2 separate regions of the Zea mays genome follow, and region 2 is linked to region 1. A link is a contact called in public Hi-C data. All regions are on one chromosome and are shown on one strand. Each heading gives the region's core, a stretch centred on a gene start, on an enhancer-like site or on the middle of the called end of the contact. The rest is flanking DNA. Distances are from core to core; before and after follow the strand shown. Region 1 holds the start of LOC100193615. Region 2 holds the start of LOC100285680 (ubiquitin-protein ligase).

Region 1 (4,129 bases), core at 1,133-3,632:
TGGTACCGATAGGTGGGCCCCCATTAATCTAGTATTAAATAAGGTACAACATTGAGTATTAAATGTTGTGGCAGACGAAGATCTTCTCCCTTGGCCTTCACGTGGATCTTCTGACCCGAGCACACCTTCGTCCTGTTTGCTGACACGTGTTAGCTACGGAGTGGAGTTGGTTATGCTAACCTGCGTATGGGCTGGTTATGTTAATAGACCTGAGTTGTCGCTTCTGATCGGTGCTGTAGAGGGTGCACTGCCCAATCCGGCGGTAGGTTATGATGGGCCGGCCACGTGCAGCAGCGCTGAGACACCACTACCTGACTCGTTAACACGTGTCTTACTGTGCGACCCATGCGCGCGGCGCTGGCACACAACCGTCCATTCGGTAACGCGTGGTGCGATCATTCGAGCCTGCACTGCCTGTCAAAAGCCTGTCCATACCCTGTGCAAAGCAGCGTGCCTCAACCGCCCGTATTGAATGCGGGCGTGCGAGCTTGCTTACAACCGAAGGCTTGTGCCACGCGCCCATAGGCCACGTGGCGGTACCGGACCTCTATCCGAGCAGAGAGCGGGGACCAAGAGCGCATGCTGGCTTAAAGTCTGGAGGGGATCGTCAGGGTTCCAGATGACATACGTGGAGGTCTTAGACTCCCCCGTGGGGGTCTAGACCGTACACGTGAAGGTCTGGGACCCACTTACGGAGGTCCGTACTTATGGTAGTAGTCTCTGGGTATTTTTATCCTTGGGACATGTGGTGGCACCGGACCTGTCTCCGAGTGAGTAGCGGATCATGAGGCCAATGGCCCTGTCAACGGGTCTCGATCCATGGGTCCGACTGTCAACGGGTCTCGATCCATGGGTCCGACTGCTCGGTTACTTAGTACATGGTCACATGTAACATGCAAGAGTTACGGGTTACCCACAATTCTTTTTTTTTGAGTTACTATACAGTATAGTGTAATATTCACTCTGTATACTTATAGTGCTATCTTGAATTGTAGATACGTATCAATACGCCGGCGGCAACTCCTGCTAGGCTGCTACCCTACCACGCCTGACACCACGATTCACAACGAAAACGCCTGTTTGCTGTAGCGTAGCAGCATCTTCATTCCGCCACACGCACAGCGATCGCGCGGACGGTCCGATCGCAGCTGCGCTGAGGTTTTCGACACTGACCGCCTGACCGAGCGGGCCGGACGCCGGAGCAGCTGCAGCTCTCGCCAGTTGGCTCGGCCTCACGCAGCTGTTCGATCAGGTGCATGACGCATCAACCAACAGTGCCATCCCAATCGAACAGCTGCGGCTGCGAGCGACCGCGGCGGGACGGGACGACCCGGGGTTTCCCAGATTCCACCACGGGTGACCCGGCCCCGCGGCAGCCGGCGCGCTGCCTACCTACGCCCGCTCGTACCGACGCGTGCACCACCCGTCTTTTCCCCGTATCCCCAGCCGGTCTCGTCGGCTCCCTTTGCATCCAGGAGGGGCGGGCAGGGGCCAGGGCGCTAGGCCATGGCCATGTCTCCGCACGGCTACCTGCTCTCCGTTGCACGAGGAGGACGACGAGCCCGGCGTTTTCTCGGGTCTCGCGACGGTGGTGTCACTGTCGCCTAGGCTTCTCGCACCCGCGACGTGACGGCGCGCCTTCGGGCAGTAGTGTTCCCGAACATGGCCGGGCGCCGTCGGTCACGGCGGCGTGCAGGCTGGGCGTGGGGTGAACGAACGGGGCCAGCGCGGGCGTGAGACGGGAGACTAATGGCGACCGGTGCCTTTCGGGCTCCAGCGCAGCAGAGATGGCAAATGCCAAATGGGCAGTTAAGTCAACAGGACTAGCTAGTATGTGTGTGTGTGTGTCTGCAGTGTGCACTCGACCAAGTTGATGAGGGTCCGCGTCCGTCCAACCGGAGCTCGGTAGCGTTAATTGGCAGCTAAGCGGGCATGGATGGTATCTCATCGCTCGTCCCCTCAAATCCGGGGCAAAAAGCCTTCAGGACCGGGATTGCCACGAGACCTGCAGCCTAGTGTAGTGAGGGCCTCAGTCCCTCTTGCGTTGCGAGCTTTGGGTTACCCGTCGGCGATGGCAGGTGCGCGTACTTGGCTTTCTCAATCGGGGAACTCTTGCAGGGGCAGGAGTCCTGGTTCCCATCCCGACTGAGTGGTGCTGTGACGCAGTGACTGTGCAGAACGCATGCGTCGTTCTCGTTCAGCGATCGGTGGGGCGAGGGCATGCCATGAGCTGCCCATGTTCGGTCTCTTGCGACTGCACCACGCTTAACTGTTGTTGGCCAGAGTCATCCTGCTATGCTAGGATGCTCTGGTCAAGCCCGACTAGCGCAAAACAATCAAGGCAGCATTTGAAAAATACGGATCCGTATAGGAGACACGTAGTGGCTCCAGAGCGGATATGTGTCGTTTGCCTCCACTGACCGCCCCGGCGCCCCGCCCTCGCGTTCCAGGGTCCATGCCCCCCGTGGCAGACCGGGTCGTTGTCTCCATTGCTCATCCATGTTATTCCACAACCCCTTTTTAAAGGGCCACTTCGTCACTCCTCTTCCTCCTCCTCCTCCTCCTCCTCCTCCATGTCCACGGCCATCGTGGCGAGGGCAACCAAGCTGAGCGCTACTCGCAGTCGCAGTTGTTGCCTGCCCAGCATGCAGCTCTAACTCACCCCGTGCAGCAGACGCCGAGTCGTGGCAGGTAGCTAGGAAGGAGGGCAGGAGGGAAGGGCAGGCCATGGCGCTGGAAGCGGTGGTGTTCCCGAAGGAGCACCTAGCGGGCACTGCCAAGGCGCGCTCGGCGTCGTCACTGGCCTGCGGCTTCCGCACCGAGGAGGTCGAGGACAACGGCGGTGTGGTTCTGCAAGGAGAGGCCAGCGATGCGCCCGGTGCCGGCGCGGCCACCACGTGGGAGTGCTGGGACGCGGCGCTCTGCCCGTGCTCCACTCCACCTGCTGGTGCCGTGGAGGAGTGCTGGGACGACGTGCGGCACCGGCTCTCCGCGTCCCCTCCGCTGCCGCCGGCGCCCTCCGCCGCCGTCGCAGCGCCATCGTCCGGGCACGGCAAGGCAGCTGCCGCGGCGCGGCGGAGACGGCGGCAACGCCCGAAGGCGGTGAAGAACACGGAGGAGGTGGAGAGCCAGCGGCGCAACCACATTGCCGTGGAGCGCAACCGGCGGCGGCAGATGAACGAGTACCTCTCCGTGCTCCGCTCCGCCTTGCCGCCCTCCTACCCGCAGCGGGTACGTACGCACGCACACGATCTCCTCCATGGCTGCCGCTCCCCGGCAGTATCCTAGCCGCAAGAGCTTTGCAGGTCATGTCACCAATGCCATGCATGTGCACGAACGGCTTGGCATTCCACCGTGCTGCTGATTGCCGCTGCCGGCCCCGCCCAGCTTTTACTGTAACGGATGTCAAATCTTGCTGCCCCCCTCCCTCTGGCCCCTGGCCATCCGCTGGAGCTGCCTCGCCGCGCTTTGGTGGCACATGTCACGGAATCTCTAGGGATCGTGTGTACTGCACTGCAGGCATCATCATCGTTCATCAAAAGCCGCGCACCTTCTTGAGCGCCGAGCCCTTGGTCGCGACCGACCGAATGGCATGTTCCCTTTGCAACGTGCGTGCTCCCTACAGTCTCCTACGCGACCGATCGAGCGCTGATGTGGTTGGTTGGTGCAGGGTGACCAGGCGTCGATCGTGGCCGGTGCCATCAACTTCGTCAAGGAGCTGGAGCACCTGCTGCAGTCGCTGGAGGCGCAGAAGCGGCGGCGCCAGGGGTGCACCGAGCCACCGGCGCCGGCGCCGTTCGCCGGCTTGTTCACGTTCCCTCAGTACTCCACCGCCGCGACGGGTGTCGTCGCTGGCTCTGGTGACGGTGCTGGCTCCGGCGGCGGCGCCTGCGCGGCGGGGGCGCGGCGGGGCGTGGCCGACATCGAGGTGGCCGTGGCGGAGAGCCACGCGAGCGTGAAGGTGGTCACGCCGCGGCGGCCCAGGCAGCTGCTGAGGATGGTGGTGGCGCTGCAGTGCCTCGGCCTCACCGTGCTCCACCTCAACGTGACCACCACCGCCGACCAGCTGGTCTTGTACTCTCTCAGCCTCAAGGTAACTAACAGCTAGTATAACAACAGACTACCGGCA
Region 2 (4,129 bases), core at 1,159-3,658, 400 kb before region 1:
AGCCGCGCGCTATCGTCTTCTCTCTCCCCCCGAATGCAGCGTGCTCTCCTTTCCTCCCCTATCTATTGTGTTGTAGGCCCACGGTTAATTATTAGTAGATGAAAAATTGATAGAAGGTGAAAAGTAGATATAGAAAATGATATTTTATTGTTGTAGTGGGGTATAGGGGAAGGATTTAGGGAGAACCGCTGTACAGGGTAGAGATATAAGGGGGAAGAGAACACTGACGTGGCACGTGAGTGGGATATAAGGGGAGAAGTTTAGGAAAAAAATTGTGTGCAGCCGGCTGCAAACTTGAATATTTGCAGCCCCTCACAAAAAGGAGGATATATCTCACCTGCAGGTGCATCAAAACAATTAAAACGTTATCTGATAGACCTGCAGGTGGGGTCTATCCTCCTTTTCGTGAGAGGCGCTACAAACATCCTGTTTTGCAGCCGGCTGCATCCAATTTTTTTCCGAAATTTAGAGGTAACCGTTGAACGCAGTCTAAAAAGGAGGTGGAGACTAACGGGTCAAGTTTACAAAGTTTGTTGCGGTCTCGGTTCCCACCTCGAAATCTTAAGGCCCTGTTCGGTTGTTCCGGATTGGAGCCACGGATTAATTCCTAGCCGGATTACTTCTCTAATTTATATAGATTTTGATGAGCTGGAATGAATCCTGGCTTATTCCGGTACAACCGAACGGGCCCTAAATCGATTCTAGGGAGGCTATCAGCAGCAGCAAGTTCACCGCCGGTCACCGACCTCGCTTCCCTAATCGTCGCTGCTGCCTGCCGTAGCGCTTAGCTTCAACGACAAACGAGATGGTGTGAAACGAAGGTTTATAAAGACGACGGGAGAGCAAGACGCTCTCCTTTTATTTATTTTTTCCCGCCGCTGTGCGAACGGCAGATTACATTACACACTTTGAACGCGGTCTGGTTTTCAATATACAGACGTACGTTCAATAATGGAGGCCGCGGGTCAAGGATTCTGCATGGATTGGAGCCCCCAGAACAGTGGCACTTGCAGAATGCATGCCTTCGTGCGAACCCTATTACTAATAAGAAAACTGTCCGGCGACAGGCAGCATGCATGCGTGCACGGCCAGGGTGGGCTACACGAGCTACGGTCAAGCTATACACACTCTTCTCTCAGACAGTCCTAGGTGTTGAAGGAAGGGCAACCGGCCGACACGGGCACGGTGCCACGGGCTTGTCATTCAACGCGACAGGGAAAGGAATCCACACTTGTCCTACCTCGCCATCATGCAGCCGCACGTCCCTGGCAGACACGTTCACATGACTCACGGCTAACGCTAGCTAGTAGGCGTAGTGACGATTGACGAACAAGGTCTGAGAAAGAGAGAGACAGAAATCCACAGAGTCCCCTGCCTCCCTGGCTAGTAGTAGTAGTGCTGGCTTCGAAGCCTTCAGTTGATGTTAAACGGGCCAATGCCCAAAAAAGTTCTGATAAATCATCGATGCAAAAAAAAATACAACTACGTTTGGAGGTGAGTTCTGATTAATAATTTGACCTCGCTGCTGCAGTTCACTCACTGTGACAGCGGAACCGCACGTTGCATCGGCGGCGTCGCGTCGCCGAGAAAGTGCCAACTTCTTAAGTAAAACAGACGGAAGCACCGACTGTGGCGATACAGTGCTCGTCACACACCACCTCCTAACGGCTGAAATGGCGATGCGGCGGAGGCCCAAAGCGTTGGTCCACTGCACACTGACGTGACCTTTGTGCCGCTGTCTTCGGTAATAGTCATTTTGTATTTTTATATTAGCCCCCATGCTCCCGTATATCTATCCTTGACGCCCAGCAGCGTCGGCGTGACAGTTTTTACTATCAACGAAATCTACCTAACCCTGGCGCATCCGCCAGTAGTTTCTCTAGCTTCGCTTCGCAGTAATGCTGAGCCGTGTCGAATCAGTGATGAAATCAGCTTTGGTTCCATAATAATAAAAGTCAACATGACACGACTTTAGAATTCTACTCTAGTTGTGGTAATGGTAACCATTTTCTGTGGATTGATGGGGTTTCTATAATATTTTATTTTTATAGATTAATTAAAGCTGCAGGTCCAGCTCCACTTGCAGTACATCCAACCAGATCCAACAATTTTTTTGTTCAACTGAAAACCTCTCCTGCTGCTGCTGTCTGAATAATGCTTCACATTTTTACCGTCTTCATTGGCTGGTAAATACAGTAAATTCTTGTTTGAATTTATGCGGGAAGAGAGACCCAAAAAAAAAAACAATTCCCAACGTGCCGTGCAATATCTGCGGATTGCAGCTGCATCCACTGCGCGCCGCGCGTTTTTTTTTCTCTCCTCCTCGACAACGAGAAGTCGAGAACACACACGCACATACGGAACGGAAGCTACTAGCCCGCAGCCTTCTTCAGTCTCCCGTCTTCTTCTGGTGCCCAACACATCCTCATTCTCAGGGTCGCCCTCTCGATTCTCCCTCAAGTCCAGTCCAGCCGGATCAGTCCCCTTCCCCTCCTCCACAAGGTGCCGCCTCCCGCAGATCCGAATTGGAATCTGGGCCTTCGTCTCCGCACCACCAATCCGGTAAATATACGCGGGCAATAAAAATCCCTCCCTCCCCCCCGAACCGTAATGATAGATAGCTGCTTGCCTGCTCCGGAGTTTCTTCCGCTGTTCTCTCTCGCGCAAATTTTTATGCTGGGCAAAGACGGTGTTCTTCAGCTTCGACCCCCAAAAAGGGCGAAGCTTTCGCGTCCTTCCCCACACACACAAATTACCTGGGAGCCGTAGCTTCTGTTTGGTGCGGCCACGGGGTGGAAGAAATGGTATGCGGGATGCTCGCCAATTGGCATGCTGCGCTTTCCGTCCCTGCAGCCGCAAGAGGCCTTCTCTTTTAGATCTGTGCCGCGCCTTCCTCTTCCTGGTACCCTGTGATTGGAGCCAGTATTGTTAGCGTTTAATGAAGCTGCTTTTTTCTAGCCGGCTTTTGGATGGTGCTTACTACTACATCGTATCAGTTGCCACCACTCTCGCGTGCTTTTGCCTTCTTTAGGTTTGCTCGCAGGGCACACAAAGCCATTTTTACTGCTGGAAGACTGCCGCTTTTAGTATCTCTGGGCTCTGGCTCTTGAGTGATCTCCAAGGTAAGCTGCCCCCTCCCCCCCCCCCCCCCCCCCCCCCCCCCCCCCCCCCCCCCCCCCCCCGCACTCGCTTGGAAGAAATGGAAATAAATAAAAAAATGCTTTGGCTCTCGGTTGGAGAGGGGCGAGGAATTAGCTTCCCCGCATCCTTCGGTGGTTTCTGATGTCTTGGTTAGAAAATTTTATGAGGTTGCTTGATAAGAATCGCATTTTCCTTCTATCTGATCTCTCAAAATGTTCGCTTATCTCTTGTTTTTGCTTGCCTCAGTCTACTTGCAAGATCTGTGTTCAGTTGACTTGAGTTCTTCTCAGCTTCTTTGATGTGAGGAGATTGGCGCACGAAATCACGTAGCAGTAGCTCTTATTCCCCACTCGCGTTTTAACCTGAGCTGCGGCAGTTGGCATTCTTCATTCAGTCGTAATGGATGGGATAGCTCGTAATAAGGGCGGTGCTTCGCCTGGTACAGGAAAGGGAAGGGAAGGGAAGGGAAGTGATGGGGGAGTGCGAGGACGGCAAGGAGTACAGGTGCTGGGAGGAGCTGCTGCCGGACGCGCTGGGGCTCATCTTCCGCAACCTGCCGCTCCAGGAGGTGCTCACCGTCCTGCCGCGGGTGTGCAAGTCCTGGGGGCGGGTGGTCGCCGGCCCCTACTGCTGGCAGGAGATCGACATCGAGGAGTGGAGCCAGCAGCAAAGCAAGCCGGAGCAGATCGGCCGCATGGTGGAGCTGCTCGTCGGCCGCAGCGGCGGCTCGTGCCGCCGGATCAGCGTCTCCGGGCTGCCCTGCGATCCGCTCTTCTCGTTCATCGCAGACAAGTAAGTGTGAGATCTGGCAATGCTCTCTGTTTTTTATTTTATTTAATTTCATTTTGTCACGATTCCTGTGGGCAGTGAACAGAACACTGAACAGTTCTGTCAAATTCTTGTGTTGTTCATCTGCAGTAGATTAGAATTCTAGCTCGTTTGCGTAGAGCAATAGATTAGAATTCTAAGCCTATCTGTCTGGTTTCGT

What was found. A called contact is a pair of places that touch in the nucleus more often than the background predicts.
Region 2: a contact with region 1 is called in a Hi-C map of endosperm, with 2.3 times the contacts expected there. The contact joins the promoter of LOC100285680 here to the promoter of LOC100193615 in region 1. A contact is called at or near these places in 5 of 25 Hi-C or Micro-C datasets (bundle sheath, ear, endosperm and 2 more).

Annotation. Positions count from the first base shown.
Region 1 is chr4:184,747,743-184,751,871 of Zm-B73-REFERENCE-NAM-5.0, reverse strand. It overlaps LOC100193615, which reads left to right and starts at 2,382. Exons shown (of 3, transcript NM_001138716.2): 1 at 2,382-3,231; 2 at 3,671-4,093. The coding sequence starts at 2,728.
Region 2 is chr4:185,150,024-185,154,152 of Zm-B73-REFERENCE-NAM-5.0, reverse strand. It overlaps LOC100285680 (ubiquitin-protein ligase), which reads left to right and starts at 2,408. Exons shown (of 3, transcript NM_001158571.1): 1 at 2,408-3,122; 2 at 3,587-3,933. The coding sequence starts at 3,614.